Regions from separate parts of the Triticum aestivum genome. Here region 1 is linked to region 2. A link is a contact called in public Hi-C data. All regions are on one chromosome and are shown on one strand. The core of a region is the stretch at or near the end of the contact, and the rest is flanking DNA. Distances in the headings are between cores, read along the strand shown. Region 1 holds the start of LOC123143638 (peptidyl-tRNA hydrolase, mitochondrial). Region 2 holds the start of LOC123143630.

Region 1 (5,979 bases), core at 1,166-3,665, 150 kb after region 2:
TGTAGGGGACACCGACGCAACGGCCAGGCCTCGACCGATGTAGCGGCTTGCCATTTGATGACGCTGTTGTGCTACCTACCGTCGAGGACGCGGCCAGCTAGTAAGCACGTGGTGCGTCCTGCCGTTTACGACGAGTCGGACTGTCGGAGAGGAGCACGTCCCCGAGGACAGCCACCTCGGCCTTGAGCTCGAACCACACAAGAAGGACGCCGTCGTCGTGGTCAACACCCATGTCCTTCCATGGCCCGCGTCTTCTTGCGGCGAGGCGTCATCAGGAAGGTGAAGGCGCAGTCGCTCGTCCCTCTCTGGATTCTCGCCGCCAGTATTTGCCGGTAGGGGTCTGGACTCTGGACACGATGGAAACGGATGCTTTAGACTACCCACAATGGGAGTAACATAGGTAGTAACATCACACATATCTAGATAAAATAGATGATGTGGCAAGCAATAAATGAAGAAAAGGAGAAACGTGGTAACATAGCTAGTTACTAGTAGTAGTAGTAACATCACACATATCAAGGCAAGATGTGTTTATAGCCTAATAAATGAAGGGTTGCATGTTATCACACATATGTTACTACCCAATATAGAGGTAGTAACATAGACTAGTAACATGTCGATGTTACTACTCTATGTTACTACCCATTGTGGCTAGTCTTACTGCGGCGCTTCAAGGATGGCTGATCAGCTTCAATCGCCCACACGCCACATTGATGCAGCTTTAATGCCTCACTAAACACCCGTCGGTCCATCTTTACTGTGCATCTCGCCCCCGCATCGGCCGGCGAGGCGCTCATCGCTGCTTGCGCCTCTCGAGGGCCTCGACTGGACCTGCATCAGCCAATGCGTGCATCGCTTGTCCCGCGTCGGTCTCTCGTACATGTGATCGATTGGATCGAGGCTCGGATTGTTTTCTCTCGCGAGAAGGACGACGTGGGCACATTACTTGATCAGTGGGCTTCATCAAAGAGGGCCCAATTAACTGCAGGCCTTCAATTTTGTTGCGGGAGTAGCTGCCCAGTCCAGTGGCCAGAAGTAATGCGCAAGAGTTTGATTAGACGGCCAAAAATGCTTAGAACTGGAGATCCGACAGTCAAGAATGCTAATGGCCTGAGATGCTAGGAAAAGTGCTCAGTTTTAATATATCTAAATGAACATGCACATCTCAATATGTACATTAACACATTTACAATCTAAAAATGGTAATCAACCCAAAAATAATTGTGCATTTTTTAAATGATCAAGATCAAGAAAATCTATGTAGACACATCATCTTCACACATTCACTCATTCAAATATGTAAATGTAATCATCTAAAATGCAGATAATAATAGCGACAAGATCTTTGTTGGACCATTAAAGGCTGAAATTTGGGCTCGCCGAAAACCAAGATCTTTGACGGTTCATAGCTTGTATTAATCATGGTATGAAAGATAAAAGACTAAGTTGCCATTGCAAATGTAGGACCATAAAAATAAATTTTGTATCGAACAAAGAGGCTTGAACTTGCATTTAGATATTGGTTTGAACTTGTGGCTTCTTTGCTGCCCTGCAAACATCATGGGAAGCATGTAGGCAAACTTACTATAGTAGTTATCAAATTTTAAGCTTCTAAACCTTACATTACAAAGAAAAGTATAAGACCTTCTGGGTGCTATGTTCTTGACTATTACTTTGGAAATCATCGGTTACTGCTAGAAATAAGGAGAAATACATGTGTATATCCAAACCATGTTGGTGTGTTGTGTGAGCGGTGTCAAAATTGTGCAAAGAGTAGTAACAGTACTCTGTCAAGCCTGAACCCAATGCTTCCCAGCAATGTCTTCGCGTATTTGAAAGAAAAGAGAAGAGCAACATAACACTTGACATAGCAAGAACATGCGAGTGCCATGAATAAATACAGTTGTAAGACATGCAGTTTGCTAAACCACTTGGGCTAAGAGTACATATTTTAAGATCAACGTAACATTGAGGGGTTGTTTGGTTTCTAGCCACACTTTGCCACATGTTAAGTTAGGCAAGTTTTGTCAATTTAGGTGTTTGTCTGGTTTTAGCCACACCTAAAGCAAAAATCTTTTTTTTGACAAATAAGCCCCACATGTCATACAGACAAAAAATGTAGCAAGACTCCCGAGGCAAGCCAATGTGTGGCTAACTATTTGAGCACCTAACATAAAGCAAGTGTGACAAACATAGTATGATTTTTTTGAGGGGTAAACATAGTGTGATAAGCTGTGACAAAATTAGTCACAAACCAAACAAGCCCTGAGTTTTTTTTCTTTTCTTTCAGCTTTTTTTTTTTTTTGAGACAAACGGGTGGTAAGAGTTATATGACCTTCAGCCCAAATAGGTGGTGGAGCGGTCCACAAGTCCAGCCCAATACCCAATAGGCAGAGCGGTCAGCTTGTCAAAGGGGAATCCCGTGTTCGATTGGGACCCGGGTCAACCAGGACCCGTCCGTTTTATAGGGGAAACCACAACGGCGGCGATGCGGCTACTCTCCGGCGTCCCCGCCTCCGCGTCCTCCCGCCTCACCTCCCCGCGCATCTCCTTCGCCCGCTCGAGCCGTAGAAGCATGGGGGCGAACGACCCCACTACCGGCACCGCCTCCTCGTCATCCTCTTCCTCGGCCACTGCCAGCGCCGGCGCTGGCGCCGGCGCGGCCCAGAAGCCGTGGCTGTTCGTCGGGCTCGGGAACCCCGGCAGGATGTACAAGGGGACCCGCCACAACGTAAGATTCCGGCGCTCCAGCTGTCTGGATCCCGCTTTGCTTGTCTTAGAAGGAACTCTGCGTTTTCAGCTGGTAGCCCTGTCGACTGTCCAAGTTAATCATGATGCAATTCATAAATCCTACTGGTAGTTGCTAGAAATTAGTACAATTTTCTGAAGCCATTTTAACTACGTCTACAAACATTGATGTTGCGTGGTTGGAAAGGCTAATTAGGCTTGATGCTAAGCTCCTCGCCAGGGTAAAGGTGTTATCTTTTTGGTTGCTTGCTTGATACTACAAACTCTTGGCTTTCAGTTAACTGCGTTCTGTCCCGATTAATGTGATTAGTTGAACTATACTCTGGATTACAGTATATCACTATTATATCCTGTTGGTAATCATTCTGTTGTTGCATATAGGTTGGGTTTGAGATGATTGATGCTATTGCAGAAGCTGAGGGGATATCTGTCAGCACTAAGCAATTCAAATCGATGGTTGGGAAAGGTAATTTCCACACATAAAGCTTGTTGATTTACAATAGGTGCAGCTATGCAGTAGTTGTACATTTGAGATATACTCCCTCCATCCCAAAATAAGTGTCTCAACCTTAGTACAACTTTGTAAAATAAGTTTCTCAAGCTTAGTACAACTTTGTACTAAAGTTAGTACAAAGTCGAGACACTTATTTTGGGACGGAGGGAGTAATTTATAACGGACCACTGCAACAAGCTAAATGTTGGCCTGCTCAAATTATGTCTAGCTCTGTTTTTGAATTGTGTTTTCCGGCAGCTTTTTTTTACTTTGCTAATTGTTCACATAAAGAGTAACCAAATAAGGCTTGTTGGTTAAGACTTGGTATTCATCATTCTGTCCCTCTGACGCACTTTCCTGTAAGAAAGCAAAATCAAATGTTCTTGCTGTTTCTATTGAGTATTATCCAACTCCAGGACGTTGTAATAGTCTAATAGATGGGTGTGAACTGTTAACCCATCATTTGTGGTTGCACTCTATTTTTGAGAAAAACGATTCCTTCGTGACCTTTATGCACTAGGCTTATATCTTTGGTTAACGTACTGTAAGAAGTATCTACATGCCAATATTTGTGTAATCAAGAATTATGTCCTTAAAACGCAAGTTCTTAGTTTTTTTTTTCGTATGCTTGATTGTTTGTTCGCAATGGACATGGATAAGTATTTAAATTCCTGAAACGGCATTGTTGATCATATTGCCTTGTATTTATAGGCCTTATTGGTGATGTCCCTGTAATGCTTGCCAAGCCGCAGACTTTTATGAATGCAAGTGGTGAGTCTGTAAGTACAGCAACTCTAATAATGCAGCTTCAGATCACTACTTTCAGCAGGCCCTGTTTACTGAATAGGACTGCCTTATGCAGGTCGGCCAGCTGGTTTCATATTTCAAGATACCACTTAACCAAGTCGTTCTGGTAAATATTGTCCGCTAGCTCATAATACATGTTTTGATGTTCCTAGTTATTCACAAACTGTTGTTTGATTCTTTTAGATCTACGATGATCTAGACTTACCCTTTGCAAAACTACGTCTACTGCCAAAGGGGGGACATGGTGGGCACAATGGGTATTTATTTAACCTGTTCCCATCCTGCTATGTTCCGCGGTTCTTTGTTATTTGTTCTTAATCGTTTGCCCTTTGTTCTACCTTAACATATGATTAATGTTTCAGGATGAGAAGTGTCATTCACCATCTGAAACAAAGCCGTGATTTCCCACGGCTAAGAGTTGGTATGTCAAACGATCGCTTCTTTTAACTCCTTTGTCATTGAGGTGACGAATCTGAAAATACAAATCCCCCAAATGTTTTGCAGGCATTGGACGGCCAACTGGAATGATGGGAGCCATCGGTTTTGTTCTACGTGCATTCAGCAAGGAAGAACAAGAAGAGGTACTTTTACCCGCATATTGCATTGTACATATTTTTGACAAAAATATACCAAACTGAAGAATATGCGTGGAAATTTGCTTCTGCGCTGATCCTGTGCTTTTTTTTTCTTGTAAGCAAGCACTCAGTGACTAGCTGAAGCACTATGTCTATGTGTACAAAAAACCACAGCATCAACTAACTTCTGTCTCCACCCCAATCTTTTGCAGCTTGATTCCACGTTCCTGAGGGGCTTGCAAGCGGTGCGGATAATGTTGCTGGAAGGATTCAACAAGAGTGCGACCTTCGTGAACACTCCAGCTCCACGGCCACCTGAAAACGTTGAAGAGATGAAAATAACCTGACCGTAAACAGCGCTGCGATGCACACTGTGAAGTGTAAATTAGTTTGTTCAGGTTAAGAGTCACTCAGGTAGCTGCAGAAACTAGAAAGCGCAAAGGACCTTTGTCCTTTGAGCATATGTATCCTGAATTCCAGATTCATTTTGAGCATATGTATCCTGAATTCCAGATTCATTTGTAGAGGCGTCCAATGGAGCGCACACCAAAGCTTGTAACAGTTGTACTACGTTTTCGCCTCCAGCGTGAAGCATTTATTTGTTCTAGTGCTTATATCAGCAGCTTTTGTTCCAAGCAGATCTCCTTGTGTAACAAATTGAGTTTCTCTATTTTACATGGCTTGATTGCCGCCTTTTTGGCATTTTTAACGACTCTGTAATGAAACTTAGGTTATGTGCATCTGTTGAGGCACAGATATTATTGTACTTTCTAGAAATGTACATATGTGGTATGTTTATCCAGTTGATTTCAAAACCTGGGATGTTTTGTCGATAAAAATTGAACATTGTGTTTCTGCATTTGATATTTTTTGGGCTCCTTTGGTTCAGAGGAAAACCGTAGGAGTTTTAGAGGATTTGATTTGGATCATTGGAATTTTTTCCTATGACGTCGTTTGGTTCGTACGATCGGAATCCTTAGGAACCTAAGGATTGGATTACGCTACGTTTTCTAGTCCAATTCTTAGATTTCTTTTTAGTTTTTTTTCAATCCTGTAGAATTCAATAAAATAGCCCAAATGATGTACGCGTGGCACAAAGTAACACCGCCCTGAACGTTAGAATGCTTCGTTTTTTTTCTATTCCTGTGCTTTGAGATTGATGTAGATCGAAAGAGGATTTACAAATGCTTGATGGACTGCTGTCATATTTCTCAGTAGTTGCTGTCAATCTGGTCATGAGAATCGACAGCTTTGTCTGAATGATCATCAGCTGGATGTGATCTGATTGAACAGACGGTGCCCGTCAGATGTCGGCTAAATCTAAATCAGGGCCGTCCATCCATGCAGTTTCTACCG
Region 2 (5,803 bases), core at 2,076-4,575:
GATATGCATACAATTATTTTCCTAGGTTTGAAACTTGCAACTTTGAAAAATGAAATTCAAATAAAACTTTAGCCTCAGGATTAGGTTACTTTATGAGTTGTTTTTACTCTATAGTTGACAGAGCGAATATACACCAACCTGGAGCAAAGCTCCCACAATTTTCGGCAAATGGATCAACGTAGCCATGACTTCTAAGTGCTAACTGAACTCCCTCAAAAAGAAATGATGCTAACTGTTCTCCCTCAAAAAGAAAAGGTGCTACCTGATCTAGCCCTTTGCCTGATCCACAGACTGCAAATTGAACTGATGGCTACAACACATTTCAGAAGATCACTACAAGCACCCCAAAACAGCATGTCAACTATTTGACTCACCATTTGTCTTGCCTCTGTCCCGTTTAGTGTCCTGCTGTGTCGCATCTGGCGGAGAATTCGTAGCATCCTTGATGTCCTTAATCTTGACTGACGCTAGCTGACTATCACTTGCATCACTTTTTGGAGCAGAGGCCTTATCAGGAGATGATGTCTGACCTTTCTTCAGAGATTCCTCTTTGGTAAGGGCAGAACTTCTCATTTTGTCATCTGCAATTTCCTTAACGACACCCTCCAGTGTATCTAACCTGACTAAAACTGTTGCCAGCTTCGAATCGGCATCCACCTTAACAGAGTCGACCTCAAGTTGTTTCTGTTTCTCTACTTCCTCGATTTTTTTCCTTTTTGCTTCTGCTTCCTGAGACAAGCAACATAAAACTCCATCAGTAAATGTTTACTGAATACACCTTTCATATCATTACAAGAATCTACCAAGTGCCAGAATAACATGTGGAATGTCTGGAGTTATGCAAATTTTAGTTTTACTTGAACACTGCGATGGTTCCACATAAAAGTATAGTTTCCTCTTGAAATATATGGAATTTGGAGCAAACGTGCAACCTTCAGATTAACAACTGTTTGTACAACTCGATATTTAAAGTATACTTTCAGAACAGAAACTATGACATTCTTGAGAAAGCTGTAACTGCTTAAGGTGTATATATCTGCTGTATCACACATAATAATTCCTGTGAACAAACCAATTGATGGCGATGGTCTGTTTGCCTTGAGATCGTACCAACAGCCAGATTTGCTACCAACAATTGGGATTGAAAAGGGACTGCTCACCAATCACTTAATACTTATTTGTGGAAACACCGGAATCTACGAAATTGCGGATATGTAAACATGTAGCATAACGTTTTTAGCCCATAGGGAACACACATGTTTCTAGTAAGTAACTGATAGCATTAGTAGTAGAGTGCAATTCTTTTTAGTGTAAAGTAACAAGGTTGGTGTGTTCATGCTTCACAATGTAGAAAGAGAAGTCCAAAATAGAGTATCTACCTGCAGGATCTCCTAATAAAATGTAACTGAAAAATGTGCTACAAGCCTACATGTGCCTTGGAACATAAATAACATATCTGGCAGAGAGTGATCACTATAACATTGATGGTTTGAAAAGTCCACAACACATGAACTAACAATTTGAACTGACCTAACAGGTTCCATTGTACGTGCATTTAGGCTAAAACTTCATCACAGGGCTTTAACCAATTTGACAGCATGGCCACACTTAACCCAAGGGCGCAGTTAGAAGGCTGAATGATCATGACTAAGAGTTCTTGGCTTAAGAGAATTGTCATACAAGTCAAACTCTTTCACCTAGTAGCTCCAAAGGATCAGTTATGTAGCATTGATATATGAAAGCAAGTTCAGCATAATGTTCGCTAAATAATAAGATATCAATAGGTCATAATTATGCCCACTGTTGCACAAGATTTGAAATTTTCAGAGATCCTTTATTCCAAAGGAAACTGCACAGTATGAGGGAATCACAGCATATTACCGCTTCCATCCTTTTGATCTCACTTCGTGCATACTGGGCTACCAAATAGACAGCTGCACACCAAAACAAAAGCCGCAATGTAAACATAGAAAACTGAAAAGAACTCGCAATTTCACATTTGACATCCCAAAGATTACTACATATCAGAAATGAATGGAGTTTATCATGAAACAAACCTAATGAGGGCATGCAAACAAAGAAGAGCTGTACAAGGTGGAAGTCAAGCCTGAAATACAAAAGAATGACAGAAATCAGAAAAGGCCGCCATTTGGAATATGTTTGTAATGGAAATCATCTTCAAAACCAGCATTCCAAGAAAATGTTGCAGATTGAATGCTCCTCAATTTTGTAAAGGCATTCTAGATTTCACACACGTTTTTTATTAGCACCATGGGAAGAACTGGAGATAAAAACTATGACCTCCCGTACTAATATTGACCTTCGTCTCGCCTTCTCATTCTGAGGAAATATGCAACTTGTATTTCCATGACCTTATTATTAGAACACATGAGGAACTTTCCTAGCTTCATTTCAGGCATGATTTGTTGAACGTTAACAGAATAAGAGTCACATAGCTAGGGTTTAAATCAACTGCTAGCTCAGTATGAGAAAAGAAAATCCTCTCAGGGCTTGAATTCAGCGAAGTAGGATTTTTCACAAAAGAAAATCTTGTTTGTGGGTAATTCCTGGCAGAAGGGTATGATTTACAGGCAAACAAAATAGAACAAAATGCATCATGATTTTTCCATGATCTGTGCTCCACGAACAAGGTTCCATGCCGAACTCAAATGACAGATTCCTAAATCAGACATCAGATATCAACCCTGAAACGATACGAGCTATTCGCCTCAGCTTTCCCCGAACAATGCGTGTCCCGGCTCATTCATCTCCCCTAGAAATTAGTTATGTGCTATGGTTACTGCCGAATAATGCTCACCCGAACTCCTTGCGCTTGGGGGGCACCGTGAAGAGGATGTTGGCGGCGGTCTTCCAATCAGCGCCGCTGGACCAGTCGAACTCCTGCACCTTCTTGTACGCCTCCATGCGCGCCGCATACGCCTCCCGCGCCTTCGCCGCGGCCAGCGTCGCGGCGTCCGTGGGGGCGGCGGGTGGAGCTCCCTCGCCGGAAGAGGACGAGGAGAGGCGGCGGCAGAGGTGGGCGAGGGGGAGGCTGAGGCGAGGTCTCAGCGCCGGAAGCATCGCGTGGTGGGTGCAGGGCACGTCGGAGACGGCGGCGGCCTTCAGGGGCTTTGGGGCATGGCCGCCGGCCGTGGTGCTCGCGTGCCACAGCCAGCCGCCGCCAGCTTCGGGGGGGATCGGGACGTGTGGGCTTGTGGCCTGTGGGGGTGTGGTGGACTTTGGTGTTCGACGAGTATCCGTGGTGGGCTGGGCCAGTGAAATGCAGAACATGGCCTCCCCATGGAAAGTGGTAGGCGAAAGTGCTGTTCTCATTCCGAGCTCACGTCAGTAAAATAAAAAAGAATTGAAAAGAAATTTACAAATATGAGTTTTTGTGCCAAATACTGACAATTTTTTTAATTGTGTGAAAAGCTTCATCACTAGATGAGATTCGTGGAAGATGTGGCAATTTTTTTTTATGATTTCAAAAATAATATTTTGAAGCATTGTTTTTCTTTTGCCATGTTTTCCACGAATGTCATCTAGTGGTGGTCAATCAAAACATTTGTCAATGTTTGGCACAATATGTTTTTCAGACTTTTCAGATTTTTTTTTTACTATTCATCTGAGCTCACATGAGCTCGGGATCAGAACAACCGTGTCTGTAGGAAGGCCTCCTCTAATCAGTAACTTTGGTTTTATACTGAAAAGGCGACCTCTCTATACATGGCTCTGAATTTTTTTCGTTTAAAAATTAAGAAGAATCCAGAGCCATATATATATGGCTCTGGATTATACAATCTTTGTAACTTAATGTAAGACATTTTTTTACCGAGGGAGTATAATCTATACGAATAAAAATCATGAAAGCCATAAGATTATATTTGATTAGTGGTATGGTTTTGGATTCGGTTTAAAGATTTATAGAGATCATAATGGCACGTCTAACATTGTATTTTATTCAAGTCAACCCGCCGGTGCACCACATTTAAGTTTCTATCTAATTTGTACCGTCATCATTTTCTGCAAATGGTCTCTTGTACTTTCTCAAACTTTTTTTGATACTTTCTCAAACTCAACATGTAGTCCACTGTATGTCTGTACCCATGTTTCATTATGAAACTAGAACTTAGCTGAGGTGGACTGTGAGTTGACTTTAAATACGTGGTCAATATTGCAAATATGAAAAATAGGCCGCATATTTAGATCTCGGTGTAGTAGGCTTCGTCGATTTAGGTATGTCAGGTCTCAAGTTCACATTTGCATTTGTGCTTCTGCATTTTTGCGACTGAAATTTGCGTTTATGCTTAGTGTGCATGTATCGAGCAATAACTTGTAGAGGTTTGCAAGACTATCAATTTTTAGGATAATTTTAAATTGTGAATTATTCAACTAGTGCATGTCTCCCTGTCTGCTTATCCACCTTACCTTGGCATGTCGGCAGTGCTCGTTTCTTTGTAAAATTGCTTGAATGTTTAGAACTCAAACTCCATTAAATTGCATTAGTGTTTATATGATTTGTGCATTGATATTGTTCTTTATGCAGAATTACATTGACTGTCTTAGTAAAAAAAATACAACATTCTAAATTGTGCATCAATTTTGAGGATACTCCATGGTACAACGTGCGGTGATCCCCAAATCGTCTATGGGTCACTTAGTAATGACTGGGAAGCCATGCACGATGGGAGGTTTTTATTCTTCGATAGCACCAGATGCGTTTTCACCCTCCAAATTGTTCTAGGTGTCCTAGTGGCGGAGCTCCCAATCAAGATCCTGTTCATCGCTGGTCTCACGGGTTGCTTTGCTCCAGTAGCATGCCCCTATGGCGGAGCTCGCGGCCTTGCCGATGACATATGTTGACTATGTTTGCTCCAGTATTGCGCCGTGGGGATCCGGCACACACACGGGTGTTTGGATCAACTTGTAAGGGTGTTTGGATCAACTTGTAAGGTCTTGGTATTGGATACCCTCCGACGCCCTCCACCTACTTCTAATTGTGGCAGTGGTGCGATACCCTCCGACGGCCCCTGCACCTACTCCTAAGTCTAACTATGGTGGTGATGATTTTTTGTACTCCCTTCAGTCCTTTTTACTCTGCATATAAGATTTGTCTGAAGTCAACTTTATAAAGTTGACCAACTTTATAAAGAAAAATATCAACATTCACAATAGGATATCAATACCATTAGATGCATCATGAATTTAATTTTATAACTTTAGTACTGTAGATATTGAAACCTTTTTATATAAATATGACCAGATTTTATGAAATTTGACTTCAGTCAAATCTTATATGTTGAGTAAAAGGACTAGAGTGAGTATTGGTCAGCTAAGCTGTGCCATGTCACAGGTACCCATTTTATTTTTTAGGAGAAGACCATCACGGCTAGCTTTATTAATATTAAATCATACTTATATCGTCCGCTAATTTTTTTTACAATAAAGTTCGGGGCGTGTCGAACCATTCGGAAGCTTGGTTCACTCGTCCCCACTCTGCTAGCACACACGCTACTGCATTAGATTTCTATTACAAAATTCAATACTAGCCTTCCCGAAACTCAAAACCCCACTATGACACACATCGTAGCTAGCTTTAATCCTTGGAACAAAGCCGCAGCTTCAGCTGACACAACGTCGGGCACATGCTCAAGGGCCGCGACGAATTGCCCCGTGAAGTCCTGTACTACTATTCGGCAAGACCCTGTGAAATCATGGTCAGAAAATGAGGCATCGACGTTGATTATAGTTTGGCCAGCTAAACCAATCCTCCATTGGTTAAGCCTTGGCGTTTTGGATGGTT

What was found. A called contact is a pair of places that touch in the nucleus more often than the background predicts.
Region 1: a Hi-C map of leaf shows a contact between it and region 2, with 4 times the contacts expected there. The contact joins the promoter of LOC123143638 here to the promoter of LOC123143630 in region 2. A contact is called at or near these places in 3 of 5 Hi-C or Micro-C datasets (all in leaf).

The regions. Positions count from the first base shown.
Region 1 is chr1B:631,904,541-631,910,519 of IWGSC CS RefSeq v2.1, forward strand. It overlaps LOC123143638 (peptidyl-tRNA hydrolase, mitochondrial), which reads left to right and starts at 2,416. Exons shown (of 8, transcript XM_044562584.1): 1 at 2,416-2,731; 2 at 3,130-3,214; 3 at 3,953-4,020; 4 at 4,104-4,154; 5 at 4,232-4,305; 6 at 4,411-4,469; 7 at 4,553-4,629; 8 at 4,836-5,237. The coding sequence starts at 2,489. The coding sequence ends at 4,970.
Region 2 is chr1B:631,758,334-631,764,136 of IWGSC CS RefSeq v2.1, forward strand. It overlaps LOC123143630, which reads right to left and starts at 3,326. Exons shown (of 4, transcript XM_044562572.1): 1 at 2,819-3,326; 2 at 2,058-2,107; 3 at 1,882-1,934; 4 at 56-729. The coding sequence starts at 3,291. The coding sequence ends at 358.